Regions from separate parts of the Mus musculus genome. Here region 2 is linked to region 1. A link is a contact called in public Hi-C data. All regions are on one chromosome and are shown on one strand. Each heading gives the region's core, a stretch centred on a gene start, on an enhancer-like site or on the middle of the called end of the contact. The rest is flanking DNA. Distances are from core to core; before and after follow the strand shown. Region 1 has its middle 13 kb from the start of Gm36243. Region 2 overlaps Rpgrip1l (Rpgrip1-like).

Evidence for each region. A called contact is a pair of places that touch in the nucleus more often than the background predicts.
Region 2: a contact with region 1 is called in a Hi-C map of double positive thymocytes, with 2.2 times the contacts expected there. The contact joins two enhancer-like sites. A contact is called at or near these places in 2 of 39 promoter capture datasets (both in liver), 11 of 484 Hi-C or Micro-C datasets (cortical glia, double positive thymocytes, embryonic stem cells and 2 more), 2 of 115 datasets of contacts at active chromatin or transcription factors (embryonic stem cells and hepatocytes) and 2 of 9 other capture datasets (adipose tissue and liver).

Annotation. Positions count from the first base shown.
Region 1 is chr8:91,195,611-91,200,022 of GRCm38.p6, reverse strand. No RefSeq gene overlaps it. Among named protein-coding and RNA genes, the nearest start is that of Gm36243, 13 kb to the left of the region's middle. Within about 2 kb of position 2,607, at least 19 of the 459 cell types and tissues checked have an H3K27ac peak or open chromatin away from gene starts, as enhancers often do. A contact at or near this core is called in double positive thymocytes, where this site is marked.
Region 2 is chr8:91,249,057-91,253,468 of GRCm38.p6, reverse strand. It overlaps Rpgrip1l (Rpgrip1-like), which reads left to right. Exons shown (of 26, transcript NM_173431.2): 18 at 203-393; 19 at 531-614; 20 at 892-987; 21 at 2,166-2,319. It also overlaps the pseudogene Gm18603. Among named protein-coding and RNA genes, the nearest start is that of Gm36163, 22 kb to the left of the region's middle. Within about 2 kb of position 2,223, at least 17 of the 459 cell types and tissues checked have an H3K27ac peak or open chromatin away from gene starts, as enhancers often do. A contact at or near this core is called in double positive thymocytes, where this site is marked.

The DNA of each region.
Region 1 (4,412 bases), core at 1,358-3,857:
TGCTCCTCCCCACCCCTCCTCCTGAGGGAATATCAGCAGGCAACAGGCCCCCTGTGATGGCGGTGTCTTGGAAGCAGGCCGATCTAATGAAGATGCTTGTTTTGTGTTGAGGACAGAGCCTTACAGACAACCTCAAAGGTGAGTAGGTGCTAGGACTGAGTTGCATTGTGAGTGGCCATGCTCTGAGGCGGGAAGATGCTGTAGGAATGGCGATGGGGTTGTTTCTTACCCATCCGCTGCTTTAGCATGAGAAATGTGCATGTTGCACCAAGGAGAGACACTCACTAGGCCTAAAATTTTCTGTATTCTCCATGCTGTGTAAGGCATTTTGGAACTGTTGTGACTGAAGACCGAAAGATCATCTGCCTCCTTCCCTCATCATGAGACCAACCGCAGGCAGTTTTTATCTGTCATGAGGCAGAACCCATTGAGCATCCTGCATAAAGTCTGGGTGTTTGAAAACAGGCAGCTGGGAGGTTAGAGAGTCAGCCTTGGAGGGAAACAAGCCGCTAGCTTGAGTGCTCTGTGTGATTGTGGCACCCTCTATACCATATGCAATGGCGCTAATGAAATTGTCCTTTCACGTGGCATTTAAGAGAAAAAGAAGTGTCTGGGTCTTGAGTGATGGTTAGTACTGTTTGTCAACTTGACACCTAGGAGGCAGGCCCTTGGGGACACCTGGAAGGGATTGTCTTGATGAAGGTTAGCCTCTGAGACTATCTTTGAGGGGTTATCTTGATTAAGTCAGTTGCCGTGAATAGATTATGGGCAAGACCATGCCCTGGCAGAGATCCTGAGCTGGCTAAAATGGGAGAGAGCAAAGTGGGCATATGTGCATGAGTGGGTCCATGGCTTGCCACTCCTGACTGGGGATGTACTGTGAACAGCTGCTTCTAGCTCCTGCTGCATCGGTTTACCTGCTGTGATGGGTTAGAACTAAAAGTGTGTGATACAAGACCTCCTTTTCCTTACATTATCAGTCAGGGTATTTCTATCACAGCAACAGAAAGGAAGCTAAGACAGTCACCCTGCAAAACATCCCTTAAGAGATGATCTGTTTCTACCAGCAGCCAAGGATTTGGACTAAAAAAAAAAAAAAAAAAAAAAAAACTTTTCCTTCACAGGTAGGATAGAGAGTAGACAGCTCCAAGATCAGAATTGTCACTTTGAACCAATCAACTTCTAGATCAAAGCCGGCTGCAGGATTCTGCATACCTTTCAGGGTGCAAGACTCCGGCCATTGCTAAGCCTCAAATCCTGCTCTAGTTAGGAGCTTGTTGCCTTCAGAAAATGGAGGTCTGATGAGAGCTTGCATTCCAAAGTGGAAGAAGCTGGTGTTGACTAGGACACAAAACAAAATTAGTTTAGAGAAGAAGCCCGCCCTGGTTAAAGAGGCAATCAGTTCTTCCTGCTGGGCCTCTCTTTAAGCCTTGCTCTCCATTCTTCTCACCAATAGAAAATAGGAACCATTGGTTACATGTGTAACAACTTAAGAGTTTTTCCTCTCAACTTTTATCCACTGTGCTGCAAGGGGGGCACATATTCTTTCCACCTGTTCTGATTGTCGTTGGTGTTAGTAAACGAGAAGAAAGAAAACCTTTCCACTTGGGTTTACTCAAGAGAGAGTTAACATCTGATTTTACATGGAACTCTTTAAAAGAAAAAAGAGCAAAGGAGGAGCCCAAAGCACTCCTTGCAGAGGGCGTGGAAGCATTTGATGTCCTAAGGCTTGTGCGTAAAGGAATGTTGTTTTGAAATGTGCAGCGAAGGCAGGGAAAGAGATCCAAAGAAAGTTCCCATTGAGACAAAATCAAATCAACTCACCACCTCACATAGACCAGTGGGGCCCCTTGGCTCTGTGCCCAGCATCTGTATTCAGAGTCCCTTGAAGCCTGGGTGCCTGCAGTGATGTGTGAACATGTGGCTTGTCCCTGGGCAGAGGCTCTAAGTCTTAGAGTCCAGGGGGACCCTTTTTTCTTGTGGTGGTCAAGGAGGTTGTAGGAAGTTCTCCACCAGCCTCTAACGCGGTGGTTCTCAACCTATGGGGTCGCGACCCCTTGCAAACCTGTAGTTCCGAAACTATTTACATTACAGTTCATAACTGTAGCAAAATTACAGTTCTGAAGTACCAATACAACGATTTAATTGTTGGGGAGGGGTCACCACAACATGAGGAACTATATCAAAGGGTTCCAGTGTTAGGAAGTTTGGGAACCAGGTTCTAAAGGTTCCTAAAAAACAAATCCACTCAAATAGAAAAAGCATAAAAATGTATTCTTACTGAGCACACAGGAAACCACCAAGTACAAAACTCACGGAGAGGAGCGGTGCTTTAAAGACTATTTGTGGGTGTTCCCCAAAGCTTGGTCCCTGTTGCGGCAGTGTGGGAGCTAATGGGACCCCGAAGCTGTGTGTGGCTTGGTGGTAAGGGTTAGGTTATGGTCCGCATGGCCTTGGAAAGAAATAATGTAGTTGTCCTGGAAACTTGGTCAGTTCTGAGGGGGGGGTGTTATAAAAGAGCAGGAAGCCTGCCTCCTCCCTGCTCACTCTCAGTTTCCTGTCCCTGTGTGACCTCTCCTGTTTGCCTGTGTTCCTGCCATGATGTCATCCACTCTGGGGTCCCTACCAGAACAGGGCTGCTATTGGCCCCGTGCTCTAGAACCTCCAGACTGTGTGTCTCTTTCCTTTCTCAAGCACTCCGAAGCCCATGTCTTATTGTATATTATAACAGATAATGGGCTCATATAAAAGGCCCCGTGGCTGCAGGTTAAATGCCCCCTTAGGAGAGCAGGAAATGTGGGCCATAAGTAATTGTACAGAAGAAGTAAATTATCTTTAGGGAAGATAAGGGCCCAAAGAACAGACAGCCCCATAGGATAAATGTCTCCTGGGCTCTGGAGGTAAAGCTCAACTTCCGGTCTCTTCTACCGGATGGATGCCTTCTGGGTAATGCCGAGCCCAGTGAGGAGCTTCATCGCAACCAGTAGTTAATCTGTCCTGGGGGAACATATCCTAGTCTGACAAGAGACTCCTCGGAGAAAGCCTCGCTTTGACTCCTAGAGAGGGGAGTATCCAGAGGCAAAGCTGGGGGCGGCTGTGGTGGTTCAAATGAGAAATGTTCCCAGTAACCTCCGGTACTAGAACACTCGGTCCCCAGTGGGTGGCGCTGTTTGCAGAGCTCTTGCTGCCATAGAGAAAAAATTGTGAGGCGCCCTGCGGGCCTTGCCCCACTTCCGGTTCATCCTCTCAGTTTTGTGTGAGGGATCACAGATGTGATCCCTCAGCCCCCTGCTCAGACCGCCTACTGAGACCCTTCCACTATTACCAACGTTCCCTTTGGACCTATAAGACCCCAAATAAATGCTTCTTCCTGTACACTGCATTGAGTCGTGGGTGTAGCAATAGAGACGAAACTAATATAAGACGGCGCTGTCTTTAGCTCAGGGCTCCTGAACCAAAGTGCCGTACTTGGGGCAGCGTCTTCTGAGCACAACAGTATGCTGAAGGAATATCACCCAGGTGTCTGCTCTTCCGGACAAACCCACTTATTCATGGGGTTCCTCCCTGCTCCTCCCCTCCTCTCCCTTCTTCCTCTCTTCCTCGCTTCTTCTTCCTCCCTCTCTTTCTCCCTTCCCTTCTTTTCCTTCCTTTTTCTTTTTGAGGCTGGGCTTTGCCATGTGGCCCAAGCCGACCTGGAACTCATTATCCTTCTGTTTTGGCCTCCTGACTGCAAAGGTTACAGATATGTGCCAAGAGGCACCCAGTCTAGGATGTGTCCCTTGCTTCCTTCTTTAAATCACACACGCACAAATCAATCAATGTTTTTATTTAATGAAAACAGGCTCTATGACACAGCCATTGTTCAGCTATATTTGAACCTAAGAGTCAGTAATGCTAATTCTGACTTTATTTAATTTTTTTGGTATTTTATTCATTGTGGATTTTTGTATTAGGTTTATGTTTTTTTTTCAAATGTTGCATTAGAATATGATCTGTCTTCTCTCACACGGGAGTGACTTCCTTGCTGTTGCTTGTTCCAACCCAGCATGGTCACAAGATCTAAGCCTCCCTCTTTATTCCCACCCTGCTAAGAGCCACCTCTCCAGGATGGTGGAAGGAAGCAGTTGTTTCCAGTCTGAGCTGGGCCACAAGTGGTATAGCCTTTTCTCTGACTGCATGGCCTAGTCAGCTTTCCTTGGGTTCCATGCAGTGTAGAGTCAGTCACTGTGCTGGTTGGAGGCTTCTGGTCCACCTTTCCTGAGTCGCCAGCTGGTGTATTCCTCTCACCTTGCACAGACCTGAAAAGTGTAAAACAGAACTTGGAGAAGGGACAGTGTTGTTCGCTTACATCTCTCTTCCAGGATCTTGAACTTCTGCCCGGGGCCTCACAGATAACTCCAAAAGTTCTCTCT
Region 2 (4,412 bases), core at 974-3,473, 54 kb before region 1:
GAAAGGAAGGGGGACCTCAGGAGATGTTCTACTGCAGAGCTGGGGAGAAGACTAGGGGATTGGACGTGGAGAACTAGTGGGAGAGGTGAAGATCCAGTTAGGCATCTGCTTTCCTGGCCTTTGGGCTCCCAGGGCTCCACTGTGATTCCTAAAATAACAAAGCTTCACACACACATTAGAAAATAATCTTCATAATTTGCAGGAATATTTGAGTTGATGGATAAGGAAAAGCATGCTGCAGGAACTATCCAAGTTATATTGAAATGGAAATTCACCTACCTTCCACCAAGTGGATCAATAACTACTGAAGACCTTGGAAAGTTCGTTTGCAGAGAAGAACCAGAGGCTGTTCAGAGACTACCTCCAAAGTCCTCAGATGTTACATCAGTTGTAGTGAGTAGCAGTGACTTTTGATTTTATTTAAAATACTTGAATATAAACTTAATAACCAAATAATTGCACCCAAAACTAGCTGAAGTCTCATCTAAAATGTAATGGTTGTTATAGTCTGACATATTGTTTTATTTTAGGCACCAAAACCTAAACCAAGACAACGTTTAACATTTGTGGACAAAAAGGTCTCTTTTGCAGATACCATATCACACCCGAGTCCCGTAAGTAATGAATACCCCAAATACCAATTTCCCTTTCCTGTATCAAGTACCAGAGAGTATAGACTATACTGTACCTTTGACATAAGCAGAGACAGTAAGCAGAGCCCGTCTTTACTGTGGTACAAGGTTGTAGTGTTTGATATTGTTCCATGACCCTGTATCCCTTTCCAACTCCCCACTGAGTTTCTTGATCTTACACAGCCAAGCTTGTACCTTCCTAAAACTCCTCTTGTAATGAATACAAAATAACATACATGATTTTTCCCATTAATTCAAGGAGACTTCTCCTCCCCCTAAAGATATAAAAGACAGTTCTCCAGAAGTGGGACCAAAACCAGAAAATGGTCTGTCAGCTGTTGCGTATCCTTCCAAGGTATGCCTTTGTATTAAAATTATTTTGAAAGGTTTATTTTGGAACTTAAAAGGCTTTGTCTTATGTGTTAGACATGATTAAGGAAATCATAGCATTTTCCCTACATTTGAATAAGACTTTTTTTTTTAGATTTATTTATTTTATTATATGTAAGTACACTGTAGCTGTCTTCAGACACTCCAGAAGAGGGTGTCAGATCTTGTTACAGATGGTTGTGAGCCACCATGTGGTTGCTGGGATTTGAACTTAAGACCTTCTGAAGATTAGTCGGTGCTCTTAACCACTGAGCCATCTCACCAGCCCTAAATATGACTTTTTTATGATAGAAAGATTTTTTTTAATGATAAGTTCAATATATATGTTTATTTATACATTGGTAGGAAATACATGTGTTTATAAACTAAAATCAATGTAAAAATCATTTTGAGATTAATACATATTTTTGTTTGTTTATTTAATTTTGTTGAGATAGGATTTTATGTATGCCAGGCTGGTTTCAAACTCACTGTGTATCTATGGATGTCTTTGGATTTGTATCCTCCAGCTTTTACCTCCATGTGATAGTATTACAGACATGCACCACCACACCACGCTAAATCAAAGCATTCATTCTTAGCATATATTTAGATTTTTATTGACCTGTGTGTTTTTATCTGTTTATATAATCTAAGTGACTATTTTCTAGGGAGTCTTTAATAGCTGTGTAGCGTATCTCCATGTGTTTCGTTGAGTAGCAATAGTGGTTGTAGACATAGAGGTGATAGAGATGGTAATGGAAGTGGTGGTGGTGGTGGTAGGTGTGGTGTTGGTGGTGGTGGTGGTGGTGGTGGTGGTGGTGGTGGTGGTGGTGGTGGTGGTGGTGGTGGTTGTGGTGGTGGTGGTGGTGATGATGGTGATGGTGGAAGAGGCGGTGGCAGTGGTGGTGGTGATTTAGAGACAGAAGCTCACCTGAAGCTCAGAATGGCTCAGAACTCACTTTTTATTTCAGTCCATGCTGGTCTCAAATTGTTGGAATCTTCTGCCTCTTGAGTGCTGAGGTTATCAGGATAAGACGCCATGTCCGGCTATATGCCTGTGTAATCGAGTCTCAAATGGACATTGTATGATTCAAGTGCTTCAGCAAGAACGCTCTAAGACATAACAAATACAGCAATGTGCTTCTCTTCTGCATGTTTCAGGAAAGCGGTGTGGCTAAGGTAGAAGAAAATGTGGGGGAAATGCAACAAGGGAAAGAAGACGACATCTCTTTCTTATCTGAGGGCCAGCTTGCCTCAGGAAGTGTGGCTTCCTCTGAAGATGAAACAGAAATAACTGAAGAATTGGAACCAGAAGGTGACTTTTCTGTTAAAACCGTTGTTGTTTAGCTGACTCTGCTTTGCTTTCTCTGCGAAGGCATGCCTGCCACACACAACATGTCATTCAGTAGTGAATCCACCTCATGATGCTTGCCTCTTGGCAGAAATGGTAGGTGCGAGCTCTTCAGGCTGATGTCTCTCTCTTCTTAGGTCAGCTTGGTGCTCCTGCATAGAATACAAGTTTATTTTGCATGTGTATGTACATGTATGCATGTTGCACACATATTTGGAAGTCAAATAACTGCTTTTGCAAGTAGGTTCTCTACTTTCATGTAGGTTCCAGGTGTCAAATTCAAGTCATCAGGCTTGGTGACAGGCACCTTTGCCCACTGAACCATCTTGCCGGCTCCTATAATGCTATTTTAATTGGGAAGCTAGTGCCACAGAATTAAATGTCAAATACCAAAATTTGTAGTTTAAACATGTATATAGTTTATCATATATGTGTTTTTACCTTAATAGAACCATATTTTTTAATTCTTAAAAGTAAGGAAGGGTAGCATTGGTTTTTTGTTTTGGTTTGGTTTTTTTTGTTTGTTTTTGGGTTTTTGTTTTTTTTTTTGTTTTTTGGTTTTTTTTGTTTTTTTTGTTTTTGTTTTTTTTTTGGTTTTTTTTTTTTTTTTTTGAGACAGGGTTTCTCTGGATAGCCCTGGCTGTACTGGAACTCACTTTGTAGACCATGCTGGCCTTGAACTCAGAAATCGGCCTGCCTCTGCCTCCCGAGTGCTGGGATTAAAGGCATGTGCCACCACGCCCGGCTGGTTTGGTTTGTTTTGTTTTGTTTTCACAGTATTTTGTATAAGCCATTGGAAAATATCTGCTATGTGATAGCAGATGTGGGCTTGGCTTTATGAAAGCTTGGATGCCATATCAGAGCTGGGCTGAGTGCCAGTCCCCGCTTCCCACCCCCACCGTCTTTGTGCATTACTTACCAGACACTCTAGCAGGTACCCAGTGCCTCTCAGACTAAACTACTATGTAGATAAAAATTCATACGGCAACTTAAAACAATGCATAGGAGGGAAATGGAAGAAAGATGTTCTTTCTATAATTGATGACAATAACTAGTTGAATCTAGTCTTGGATAGATGTCTTATGTCTCGTGTTCAATTGCATGGATAGAAAAAGGCCAGCTCTCACTGTATAGCCACAGCTGCAGATGGCCTACTGACACAGTTTTATCTACTTCCTGTTGAGGTGAAAAACAGAAAGACTTGTGGATGGTATAGAAAGACTTTATCACAGTATAGTTTTGTTATAAAAGTACACCACTGCTATGGCGTAGTCCTGCTTCCATATACTGCCCTGTAAGATATATACATTGCATGAGTGGTGATACTATACCTTGGCATAGACCAGTGCAGGCTGCTGGCTGGTTAGTCAGCACAGATGTGCATAGCATCCCTCAAACACACAGTGACCGATGAAGGAAGGAAAAAGTAAATATTAGGACATTCAACTTCTCATTGGCGTTGTTCACAACCGCATCAATAAATTTTCAACAGTAGTTAACCACGTTCAGATTTTTACTAATTTTTTCACTAATACACAAAGTAATGGATTTCCTCATTACATCTCCATACCGATATGTCATTCATTATACCTTGCTTTCATTCATTTTCCTCCCCTTCCTTCAGTCTTTGATATTTTTCCATTGAAATAGTTGTTTAAAGAAAGAGCGGTCTACCTTTCCTGTGCATGCGTTAGCTATGCTTGCTCTTAGTTGTGTCTCTACTTGTGAATGAAATAAAGCTTGAATGTTTTCAGGTTTGCTTTCTACCACCATTTATAGAAATTTATAAAACTGGTTCTAGTTTAAAAGTACAGTAAACAGAACATTGAAAGATTTTTTAAACAATTGAAGAAATCACTAAGCACAATAAAGTCCAGTTATAAAGAGGAAGAAGGAGGGACTGGAGAGATGACTCAGTTGGAACAGGTGCTTGCCGCCAACCCTGAGAGCCTGGGTTTCAGTCTCCAAACTCACATAATGGAAGGAGAGAACTGACTCCCACAAGTTATCCTCTGACCTTCACACGTGTAGTGGCCCATGAAACAAACACACACAGA